Regions from separate parts of the Mus musculus genome. Here region 1 is linked to region 2. Evidence: chromatin contacts called from public promoter capture Hi-C data. All regions are on one chromosome and are shown on one strand. Each heading gives the region's core, a stretch centred on a gene start, on an enhancer-like site or on the middle of the called end of the contact. The rest is flanking DNA. Distances are from core to core; before and after follow the strand shown.

Region 1 (5,942 bases), core at 3,223-5,722, 800 kb after region 2:
ACTCTCTTCTAGCTTCAGTGGTCACCAGGCATGGATCTAATACACATTCATACATGCAGGCAAAACACTCTTACATATAAAAATAAATAAATCTAAACAGCAATAAACAACCCCCCACTGGTTGACCATAGGAGTGTCCCACTTTCACTCCTGCATAATCCACTGTGGGTACTTCCTGCTCAACCTCTGCCCTCCAACAGTGACTCCAGCATCTTTTGGATCCAAAGTCACAAGAGTTGTCTAGTTGGAAGCTGAGACAGGAGAAAGAAGAAGGAACGATAAAGGGGACTGGGCATCACCCTCGCATGTTCCACTGGTCAGAACTCAGATTCTTGGGCGGGGGGAGGGGGACTCAGATATGTAGTGTAGCTGTGTGTCCAGGAAGAAGAGTAGATCTGTGAGAACTGACAGATGCCAGGGAGCCCCACAAGGACCCTCACATAGTACTGGGTCTGCTGTGTTATTGCTTTGGGGGCGGGGTATGCCCTCTTCTCACTTTCTGGGTTTCTTCCTGCCCATCTGTATGATAAATGGATTGGATTCCTGCTAGATAGTATCACAGGCTCTTTGACTTTGCTCTTTTAAAAACAGGTAGCACACTTGGACTTTTGAACACTTTGGAGTTCTTTCTTCTAAGAATGAACTCTAAACTTCCCTGTTGAGCATACACACACACACACACACACACACACACACACACACACTACCTCAAATGAAGAAAGATCAGGTGTGGCTCACGACTGAAGGTCAGGCTCTGTGTAAGCTTCCTAAGGGACATCTCTTTTCAGCCTCACAGTCCTCTGGTGTAATCACATGACCCTCCCCCAAGTCTATAGACAAGGACACAGGGGTTCAAAGAAGATAAGTAATGCATAAGAAAGTGGGAGACTTGAGGCCAACCTGCCATGCCCTGTATCTGGTGGGACTCCCTCCCCCACCTCCACCCCTCCACACAACCTCCGAGAGATAAGCTGCTATCTATCTATCTATCTATCTATCTATCTATCTATCTATCTATCTATCTATTGAAGCACAGTGAGTGTCAAAGTTCACATGGCATCTGTTTGACTGAAGCTGGACCTCAGGCCCGGGGAGAAAGGTTTGCACGTGAGTGAACGCCTATGTGTTCCAAGCACATCCTTCAGGAAACCTTCTGAGGCTTTTGAGTCCCTGAAGTCAGGCAGAAAAGACCAAATATAGACTACATGGGCTGAGAGTGAAGGCAGATGGGAGAGTCTTGTTCCCAACTGGTTAACCACTCAGTAACCTCCAGTTCTATGGGAAATGCAAACAGTTAGTAGTGGGGCCAGCAGGAGGCTCCAGATGGCTATGGCGGGTGTCCCACTGAAGGCCAGCTTGTGCACAGCTTGCCAAACACAGGCAATAAGGGCACCTTTTAATTTGCATAATGCTTCCATCTGGGCTAACTATGGCCCTAGAGACCAGTGTAGCTTATGACTCTTTTACAAAAATGCTAAGGCTTGTTACTCAAAGTGTGGTCTGTGGATCAGCATCCCCCCAGCATCACCTGGGAGCTTAGTAACAATGCAGAATGGCAGGCCCTGGCCCATATACTAGCGCAGACACTCTTCATCTGCACTTTCATGAGACCCAGGACACTCCATGTACATGCGCACGTGGGGAATGTTCCAGAGAACCACCTACCAAGTGGCCCACCCATGCCCTGAAAACTCCCTCTACTTTTGCTTTTCACTTCCCTGAGAGTAATATATATCAGAGATTTTTTTCATGCTGACCCTCTCTTAATGCATCTTTTAGGGCATGCTATCTATAGTAATGGCGGTGGGCAGAGGGGCACATGATTATAGCTGCTATTCCTCAGGCTCCAGTAGACAAGGTGATTCCTGCCAGGAGCTTGGATCAGGGCAGTGACTTAAGAAGTGTGTGGACCCAGAAAACCATCACTGGAGAAGGGTCTGTGGGTCAGGGACTCTACAGGAGGACCGAGGCATTGTTCTGAGGCTGGGCTTCAAGATGGGTGGGGGTGGGGCAGACTACCATCCTCCAGCCTGTTCTTGGGCACACTGGCACAGGGAGGAGCAGAGCTGATTCAGAATAGAGGACATGGGGACCCTGGAATGAATGACCAATGCAAAGCTCCATGTTCTGTGCCAGCCTAGCATGTGAGCACCTGGGCACGTGAGGCACGAAGCTGCTGGCTTCTTGCTCTTTCTTCCGTTCTGACTGAGGTGGTCCTGGCTGTGTAGCCTTTAGAAAAGTTGGGAGATCTGAAAATCTGAGCAAATGCTTCTAGGTGAGGAGAGGCAGGAGACCAGGAACCGGGCAGGCGGGTACTCCAGGGCCATTGCCAATGTCCCTTCATCCTGTCCCTGCTGCTCTCCCTACAAGAGCAGTCCCAGCACTCCCCTATCTCTGGACTCTGAGTTTCGGGCATTTGCTAGCCTGGTGCTTGTTTTGCTTCTAGGGACCCAAAGGACCACCAGGACACAAAGGAGAGTTTGGCCTCCCAGGACGACCTGTAGGTATCAGTGTTCCCCAGACTAAAAGATGGGGCATGTGGTGGCAAAGCTGACCCACAGCAAGAGCTCACTAAGGCATCTTGTGTGTATCTCAGGGTCGCCCAGGACTGAATGGCCTCAAGGGTGCCAAAGGAGATCGAGGGGTCACGCTGCCTGTGAGTACCATGGCTACTTCTGCACCTCATGCCCTGGGGCTGCAGTGCAGACGAGATCCTGTTAGAGTGTCCAGTACCTCGAAGTTCAATGAGTGGGGCCTGCAGAATGTGTGCTCAGGGAAGCTTTCTTTCTTCCTCCATTGCTTCCAGAGGTGCACACACTCAGCCCCGCTCCCCCCCATCTCACTCTCAGGAGGGTCCTGTGTCCCACCTAGACCATTCCCATGCTGAAGAGTGTCAGTCTCCCCAATGCAGACACCAGACAGAAAGGAGAAGGAAAGAAAAGGGGTTCTATGCATCCTGTGTCCCCCCTCCTTGCTCCCACACACGGCCCAGGAATGCAGATCTTAACGGAGCATTGCTCCGGGAACCAGAATCTGGGTTCCAATTTCAGTTCTCTGTGAGCTGCTGTGTGGCTCTGAGCAGGTTGTATCCCTTCTCTGGGCCTCATTATTTGTGGGTGTCAGCCAGGACGGCATAGCTGTCCAGCTGTCTCCCGCATGCTTTACCAACCCTTTTCAGTATGCCCCAGATGAGGGAGTGCTCTGGAAGCTACTCCCTCCCAGCTTCCAGCTCAGAGTGTGTAGCAAATGCTGTAGCTGCCTCCCACATCCTTAAACACAGCAGCGGCTTTTCTTTTCTTCCTTCAGGGTCCACCTGGCCTACCTGGACCCCCAGGGCCCCCAGGGCCCCCTGGAGCTGTGGTTAACATCAAAGGCGTAAGTTAGGATGGGGTTGGGAGAAGCTTTCCTGGGGACCCTGCAGTGAGCACCAGATTGGCCTCAGCTGGTGCTAGGTTTCCTGATGCCTTCACCCCTCATATTCTCTTTCCACAGGCTGTTTTTCCAATACCTGCCCGGCCACACTGCAAAACACCAGTAAGTAACTCTCATGTCTTCATGCAGCAGGCTAAGTACCAGTGCCTGTTTTAGGAAACGGATCCATCTTGCCTTGGGCACTTTTCCATTCCTGTATGTCTACTCTCTGATATCATCTATCTACATATAGGCCCTTAAAGATCTAGAAGTTTCTAGATAATAGACCCTGGTAATGAAATACCACACACTGGCTTATTTTAACAGTGAGTCGTCTATTAGTAAAACAAACATTTGGCCTCAGGGGCGGAAGAAGCATAAAATTGCAAAATAGACTCCTTCTTAACTAAAAGAAGTGACCGGAACTCGTGGCCTCTGAGCTGGGAACTGGGGGTTAAAATTTGTAACTACTCAGTTCCATCCTCCTCAAAGATTGAGTTACCCAAGAGGCAAGCGTTATCTCTCCCAGTTATCATGGGAAGACAGCTACCCACAGAAGCTCTTTGGTTAGCCCAAGGTCACGGAGCATGGGGCAGCTGGGACCACAGCTCAGATCTCCTGGTGACCAGGAAGCAGGTGCAGGCACTGTGATCCTTGCCCAGCCTCCCCCTCCCCCAGGCAGTTGGCAGTACCGTCTGTAGGATTTTGCCAGTATCATAGGGAGACATTTATTTCTGTGAGGAAACACGGGGACAAGGCATGAGTCATGGATCTGTGCGCAATCATTCTCTCATTCTTTCAGTAAATATTTACTGAGCTCTCCCCAGTGCCAAGGACTCTTGCTAGGCCCCGGGGGGAACACAGGAATGACCTAGACAGACGTGGTCTCTGCTTTCTGGAGTTTGCAGATGATCATTTCAAAATATTCTTTGAAGTGGGCTTATACTGATTCCCGTGGGAATGGGAATGCTGCTGGTCGCTGATGCCTCTAACTGATGCAGGCCGGCTGGCTGTGTATTGGCCTAGGCCTATGTCCAAATCTGACCTTTGAGGCGTCCATGTGGGCAGCCCACGGTCCAAGCATGCTAGCCTGGAAGGCAGAGCGCGGGATCCCCCAGGGGACAGGGCTGAAGCTCCAAGTGAGCCCAACAGCAGCACCAAGGGCGTGTTTATCCAGATAACTGTAGCGAGGCATCTGCTGCAAGTGCAGCTTCTGGAGATACCCCAAGAAAACACTGCATCTCCTCATACAAGGGCAGAGGCTGCCTAGGTCCCACTGTTTCCCAGAGCTCAAGGTCCCTCCTCTCAACACAGAGCCCCACCTCCTTACTACCTCCCACAAACAATCCCAACACACCAAGTATGAGACAGAAGACCACAAACTTTAGACTGTTGTGGGAATGATACTGCAGTTGTACAACCTGTAGTGGAACCCTGTGTGGTATCTACACTCGGGGGATGGTGGGGCAGTTATGGAGTGACTTAAACTCAATGCCAGGCTCAACGTGTTTTGTCTTGTTTTAATTTCCTGTGGCATACTGGGACACCGTAGCGTTTGGAGGCATGGGTGTTTCCTACGAGGCCCTCAAAGTAGACATTATCAAACAGAAACACACCCAGCACTTCGCAAGCATCTTCCAGTTTCATCAGTTTAACATCATGACAGTTTATATACTCCTACCACCTTGCTTAACCACTTGTAAAGGTCGTCCTTAGATTTTCTTTCTGGAAGGTTCCTTCCTCTTCCCAATATCTTTTCATGATGACCCCTAAGCAGCTTGCAATCCCCACTTACAAGCACAGAAAGATCCCAGATCTAGGTGGAGCATCTTCTGGGGAAAGATGGAGGCAGAGTGAGATGGTTACCTTTAATTGTCAACATAGAACAAATCAAATTGGCCGAGAAAAGAGTCTCAATAAGGAGTTGTCTAGATCAGGTTGGCCTGGAATTATCTAGATTACCTAAGCCAAGACAGGAAAACCTGCCCACTATACTAGACACCATACCCTAGGCAAGAGATTCTAAGCTGCCTAAGAGTGGAGAAAGTGAGCTGACATTCACGTGCATACATTAATTCATTGCTCTCTGCTCTTGACTGTGGATTTAATGTGACTAACTGCTTCCATGCAGTGCTGCCTTGACTTCACAGCAGTGATGGACTGTAACCTGGAGTTGTAAACCAAATAAACCCTTTCTCCCACAAGTTGCTTTCGCTAGGGTTTCCAATCACAGTAACAAGGAATGAAGCTAAGACAGTTGAACAGTGTTATCCAGAACTGCTTGGATTCCAGACCCCTGTCACCTAATGAAGAGTCCATAAAAGCCCCTCCAATCTAATGACAACCCTGCTATTTGTCACTGCCACTGCTGCCTGACCTGTGCCTTATGCCTGTCTCTGATTACACTCAGTAGCAAAGCAGACGATTGGCCCAGCTTCAGAACTTGCTCAGAGCTGGCTTGGACACTTGGCCTCACATGTGAGCCAATCCTAATTGATAAGAAAGGAGGCCAAGACACTCAGCATTGGCTG
Region 2 (6,028 bases), core at 2,551-5,050:
GATGGATGGACAGACGGACAGAAGGATGAGGGGAGGCCGAGAGCTCAGGTTTCAGCTACATCACCCTTTTCCTGACACCGAGGTTCATCCATAGAACTTGAAGGAGCTGCTTCTCTTCCGTCATGGTAGGAGAGGGGGTAAAAAGCGAACCAGAAAAAGTGAAAAGACCTCCCAAAGTGTTGAGTTCAGTTCAGGGCAGCTTCCCTGTTCTGTTAATTAAACTTTGGGACATTGGAATTGGCTGAGGGAAATGACTGAATAGAGAGCATTACTCTATTCATATTCTTCTAGCCTACACAAACAAATAAAATACAGTTTTAAAAAGTTAAAAAAAAAGAGTGAAAAGACTAATAGTCCCAGCAGTTGGGAGGTGGCGTCTAGCCTGGGCAGCCCAGCCTGCAAGCTGGAAGCAATGCTGCTTTGCTGTGCTGGAAACCCCGCTCGGAGGCTCCTCTTCATTTGTTTGAGGCTAGTTTTCCGGCTAGCCTGGGGCAGTGAGACAGAGACGGGTAGGAGTACCTTTACAAAAGACTTAAGTTGATTTTGCTTTGCCAAGCCAGCATTTCCTGCCAGGCCTCCTTAGAGCTGGCTTGGTTGGGTTCTGTCTGTCCTTCCGTGTCCACCACCTCCGTTTCAGTGGCAGGTGGTTCCCGCACTCACCTTCCTGACTTCCTTCTGCCAGCCATCATTTTAACGAGTTCTGTCTTCCTCTGCTGTGCAGGATGTTCCGGGCGGCTCTGTGTGCTCAGGAGAGGTTAAGGTGTGGCAGGAGTTTATGGAGTCTGAAAAAGTTCGTAGGACACGTGTCAGGAGGGTGTGCAGAGGAGGTGGATTTTAACCAAAGAAAGCTTAGTATTGAGGCCGCAGGCAGAAGCCGTGAGCCTGGCAGCCCTGCTGGGCACCTGAGCAGTGACTCCGCTCTGCCACTGCGCTCTTCCTTCTCTCCCCTGGGTGCCTGCTGCCTCTGACAGGGCTGGCCTGTCCTTTTGGGCTCTGTGCTCTGTCAGTGTAAAAACTACAGCTCTCATCTTAAAGGGACCAGGAGGTAGTTTATTCTGGAGCTATTCTGAGTGACAAGAGCCTGGGAACACAGATTTAGGTTACCCCAGATTCCATGCTCCAGTGTGGAGCAGTATCGCAAGGTTTTTATCGTTTTACAGAACAAAGGAAGCCATGAATCGAGGTACCTTTAAAATACATTTGGAAAGTACAGCAGAGAAGTAGGTACAGCGAGGTGGGGGAGCTGTTCTGTAGGCCCAGGGTGTCTGTCGGCATTTAGCTCATAGATTGGCAGAAGCTAGTGTGCCCCACTAAGTTAACAGCGTCTAAGAGGTTTTTATTTATTGCCATGAGCTGTTCAGATACAAAGAGGGCAAGGCATGGCTGTACCGGAAGGCTAAAACTAGGCCAAGATAAAGGTCATTGGTTCCTGAACCTACAAAATTCCAGTCTCCCCACAGTACTGCAGATAGGTCTTCCAGAAGTTGTTTTCTTCCTCTTCTTCCTCCTCTTCCTCCTCCTCGTTTTTGTTCACAGCCAGACTCTATACCTTTTTTCTTTAAAGGATTTATTTATTTATTTTACGTGAGTACACTGTCTCTGTCTTCAGACACACCAGAAGAGGTCATTGGATCCCGTTATAGATGATTGTGAGCCACCATGTGGTTGCTGGGACTTGAACTCAGAACCTCTGGAAGAGCGGTCAGTGCTCTTAACTGCTGAGCCATCTCTGGAGTCCCCAGACATACCTTTTTTTTTTTTCCAGGAATTTTTGGTGCAGTTCCCCAGTGGTCACTCACCCCTGCACCCACACCCTATCGTCACCACGGGCTTCTCTTTCCTCTCCGGTGTGATTCCCCAGCCGAAAGGGCTTTAGAAAAGCCCCAGTTTCCCAGTGTGGCTGACCATGCCTGTAACCCCAGCACTCAAAGCAGGGCTATTCGAAAGGCAATTTGAGGCTAGCCTGGCCTACGTATGGTGGTGTTGTTTGAAGAAAGAGAAGCCCTAACCTTCCTCTTTCAGTAACTCCTTTTTGGACTACAGCTTCTCTCAGTATACACACAGAAGAAAGGTTCTGTGAGCGCACACTGCCTGTTCTTATTTTATTTATGTATTTATTTTTGAGGCAGGGTCTCTCTGCAGCACTGGGTGTTCTGGAACTCCCTGTGATCAGGCTGGCCTCACACTCCATCTACCTGCCTCTGCCTTTGGAGTGCTGGTTCAAAGGCATGCCTACTGTCTCCTCTTAATAAAGTTTAAACAGTTCTGAGTCAGTCAGCCTGGCACAATGGTACATGCCTGTGACTGAGACTGAGGCAGGAGAATCAAGAATTGGAGGCCAGTGTAGGCTACATAGCAAGTTTCAGGCCAACATAGAATAAGAGCCTGTCTCAGAAAGCGAAGAAAAGCAATCCTCAGTCAAATCAGGTTGATAGACCTGGCTTTAAGACCAGAGAGGTTTATGTCCTAAGGAGCAGTGAGCTGGTCAAAGTTCCCTCAGCACTAGTCTACTGGGAGTGTCCTGTTCTGTCACTGAACCCAGTCACCGTCTGGGGAGCTATTAATTGATTGAATTACTTTAAGGCAAACTGAAAAGAGGAGGTGATAGGGCTGTATGGCTTGTGCCAGGGGAGGGGTCTCACAGCAGTAGGGCAGGTTAGAGGAAGCCAGCTGGTCCTAACCTAAAGGTGGCAGGTTTGCTCCTTGCCAGGGTGATGAACCAAAGGGGCAGTTCTCAAAATGGCCACTAGATGTCGATAGTTCCCCAGGGGGATTGCAAAATGAGGTGCACTCCTTCCTCCTAGCAGTTTAAAAAAATAATAACTAGAAGATGATAGAATTCCATTTCATATTTCATAGTCCCTGTAGGTAAATCTTTGAGATTTTTTTTTCTGCACTAGGCGTCCTTACCTGCGCTTGCTTAGTCTGTCTCCTGAGCCCACACTTTGTCTGCTAGAGGTTCTAAACCTGCCAGGAAGGTGAATGGAGGTCTGTGGCCGTGGGCTAGTTTAAAAATGTCTTTTTTCATTTTTCAAGTTTTTTAAAAAACATAATTTATTTTTATTTATGGGTATGGATGTTTTGCCTACAAATATGTCTGTGTACCATTTGAATGCCTGATACCCTGGAAGGCCAGAAGAGGGAAGGAATCGGGTCTCCTAGAACTGGAGTTACAGGTGGTTGTGAGCCTCCACGTGCATGATGGGAATCAAACCTGGGTCCTCTGGAAGAGCAGCCAGTGTCCTTAACCCCCGAGCCATTCTCTAGCTCTTGTTTTCTTTTTTGAGACAAGTTCTTATTATGTCATCCTTGCTGACCCGAAACTTGCTGTGTAAGACCAGGCTGGTTTTGAACTCATAAGAGAATCCACCCTTATTAGTTCTTGCAATTTAACAGGATAACAGAATATGAGATTTTACTTTTGGGTGGTGTGTGTGTGCGTGTGTGTGTGTGTGTGTGTGTGTGTGTGTGTGTGGTGCTAGGGATCAAACCCAGGGCCTCACACAGGCCAGAGAAGTACTTGTCCATCTCCCCCCAAGATTGTCCTGGAACCATTTGCTGACAGCTCCCAGCCTCCTGAGTCTTCTGGTTGCATCCTACATTATAGGGTTCATTGAGTCTGAATGGCGGCTGGTTGGCTTTCTTGCAGGCCCCACAGTTCAAGGTCTGAACAGGCCAGCTGCTGATGAGCAGGTCAAACCAGGACACAGATTGCTCCATTTGCCTCTCCTGGTAGGAGTCAGTGTCTTCTTTCTGGTTGTTGACCTTTGAGGGCTGGTCACTCTTTCTGCCTGGCTCTGGGTCATGCGTAGGTCACAGCCCTTTTGCTTTTGTTTACAAGTCTTTGGGGGAAAGAACAGTCTGGCCAGAGGTAGTGTTTCCTTCACAGATTCTTGTAGCAACTGATGGCCGGAACAAGCCCTGAGTGTTCCCTGGACAGATGGGTGTGCAGACATAGAATGATGCATTCTCTGGTCTGCGCCAGCTTCCTCTGTCCTATACCACAAGGACAGAGTTCTGACCAATAGTGAAAGGTATTCCCTCTGATTTTTTGTAGATGGCAGTTGAGTTTCTGCACGAACTGAATGTTCCCTTTTTCAAAGTTGGATCTGGGGACACTAACAATTTTCCCTACCTGGAAAAGACAGCCAAGAAAGGTAAGCGTCTTTCCTAAAACCAGACCCCAAGCTTTGTGTTTCTGCCCCCTAGTGGCTGCTCACGGTAATAGCGCTTATGGGTACTCCACTGTTTCTGTTGTTTTTGGGTTTTTGGGTTTTTGTTTTTGTTTTGTTTTGTTTTGAGACAGGGTCTCTCTATGTAGTCTGACTGGCATGGAACTTGCTGTGTAGCCCAGGTTGGCCTCAAACTCCTAGAGATCTGCCTGTCTCTGCCTCTCGGGTGCTGAGATTAAAGATGTGCACCACCACACCCAGCTTTGGAGACCCATCTTAGAAACCTGCTTCTACCCTTTCGTTTTGGGACAGTGCTAGGGACTGAACCCAATGCCCCGGGCACCTGTATGAGTACCACCATGGAGCCACATCCCTGGCCAGTGCAGGAATCTCTTCCCTAACGTCTCCACACGACACTAAATGGATTCCCCCGTGTGAATTTCCCTTCCCTCATTTCAAACCTGGGATGGAAGCAGGTCGTATTACTGGGATATTCTGTACTTATCTCATGGGCAAGGTATCAGAAGCTGTAAGGACGGGGCTCTGTGCAGGCCAGCAACAGGGCTGGTAGCTCTTGGCCTCTCTCAGTTGTGCTCTTGCACTGGCGAATCACCATACTGCAGGCTGCGTATCTCTAGTCCACAAGGCTTGGGGCTAGGAATGATCCAGAATTTCGAGTGTTTCAGACTTGAGATTTGTAGGAAGAGATGAAGCTCGTCTGTCCTGGGCAGCCTCTTGATTAGCAGAGATGCCTCTCTTCCCCTCAGGGTTGAGGTCCTTGGTGTGCTTCCCTTCGCTGAAGCATGGTGCCGAGGACAGTGTATCTCCTCCTCAGTCTTGGTGCGGTGTCTTAGATGTGGGTGGGGGAAGAGTCTGAGCCCCTGTGAAGAAGGTGCCGGGTTCTCCAGGTCGTCCTATGGTGATCTCCAGCGGGATGCAGTCAATGGACACCATGAAGCAAGTCTATCAGATCGTGAAGCCGCTGAATCCCAACTTCTGCTTCCTCCAATGCACCAGCGCGTACCCACTACAGCCCGAGGATGCCAACCTGCGCGTCATCTCGGTGAGCGCCCAGCTCCCTTGAGACAGCGGAGCCTTGACTGCTTGTTCACTCACAGTGCTGGGGACTGAGCCCCAGGCATGGCACGCTAGCCCAGCTCTACCACTGAGCTACATCCCTAGCCCTAGCCTTTCTTATAGACCCCGGGACCACCAGCCCACGGGTGGCACCGTCCACAATGGGCTGATCCCTCCCGCAATCACTAATTAAGGAAATGTCCCGCAGTCAGGTCTTATGGAGACATTTTCTCAATTGAGGGTCCTTCCTCTTCTGATTACTGCAGCCCTTATGTCGAGCTGACATAAAACTAGCGAGTACAGTGGGTGCTCTTCCTGCATTCCCAGCCGCCCTCAATGAGAGACTTTTTCTCGTCTCATAAAGGATTGGTCAGAGTGCCTTACTGTCTCTCCCGTGGCGGCTCTGCTCTGACGGGCTGGGATGGGGTACTGCGTGTGAAGCCCAGAAGGGCAGCCACTTCCCTCTTCTCTCACACAGGAATACCAGAAGCTCTTTCCCGACATTCCCATCGGGTATTCCGGGCACGAGACGGGCATCGCCATATCTGTGGCCGCCGTGGCTCTGGGGGCCAAGGTGTTGGAACGTCACATAACGTTGGACAAGACCTGGAAGGGGAGTGACCACTCAGCCTCGCTGGAGCCTGGGGAGCTGGCAGAGCTGGTGCGGTCTGTGCGCCTGGTGGAGCGGGCCCTGGGCTCCCCAACCAAGCAGCTGCTGCCCTGTGAGATGGCCTGCAATGAGAAGGTGGGTGCTGCCTGACCGCCCAGCCTCGCTCTCC

What was found. Promoter capture Hi-C pulls out the DNA fragments that hold promoters and counts their contacts.
Region 1: a promoter capture Hi-C map of liver shows a contact between it and region 2, with 2.9 times the contacts expected there. The contact joins two enhancer-like sites. A contact is called at or near these places in 1 of 39 promoter capture datasets (liver) and 1 of 115 datasets of contacts at active chromatin or transcription factors (pancreatic cancer cells).

Annotation. Positions count from the first base shown.
Region 1 is chr4:47,289,874-47,295,815 of GRCm38.p6, forward strand. It overlaps Col15a1 (collagen, type XV, alpha 1), which reads left to right. Exons shown (of 40, transcript NM_009928.3): 25 at 2,447-2,500; 26 at 2,597-2,656; 27 at 3,307-3,375; 28 at 3,493-3,534. It overlaps Gm52732 (a long non-coding RNA gene), which reads right to left. Exons shown (of 3, transcript XR_003955396.1): 3 at 3,883-5,942. Among named protein-coding and RNA genes, the nearest start is that of Gm52732, 10 kb to the right of the region's middle. Within about 2 kb of position 4,473, at least 146 of the 459 cell types and tissues checked have an H3K27ac peak or open chromatin away from gene starts, as enhancers often do. A contact at or near this core is called in liver, where this site is marked.
Region 2 is chr4:46,494,986-46,501,013 of GRCm38.p6, forward strand. Nans (N-acetylneuraminic acid synthase (sialic acid synthase)) reads left to right here. Exons shown (of 6, transcript NM_053179.3): 3 at 4,058-4,157; 4 at 5,081-5,235; 5 at 5,728-5,994. Gm22247 (a small nucleolar RNA gene) reads left to right here and starts at 170; the gene lies at 170-300. Within about 2 kb of position 3,801, at least 7 of the 459 cell types and tissues checked have an H3K27ac peak or open chromatin away from gene starts, as enhancers often do. A contact at or near this core is called in liver, where this site is marked.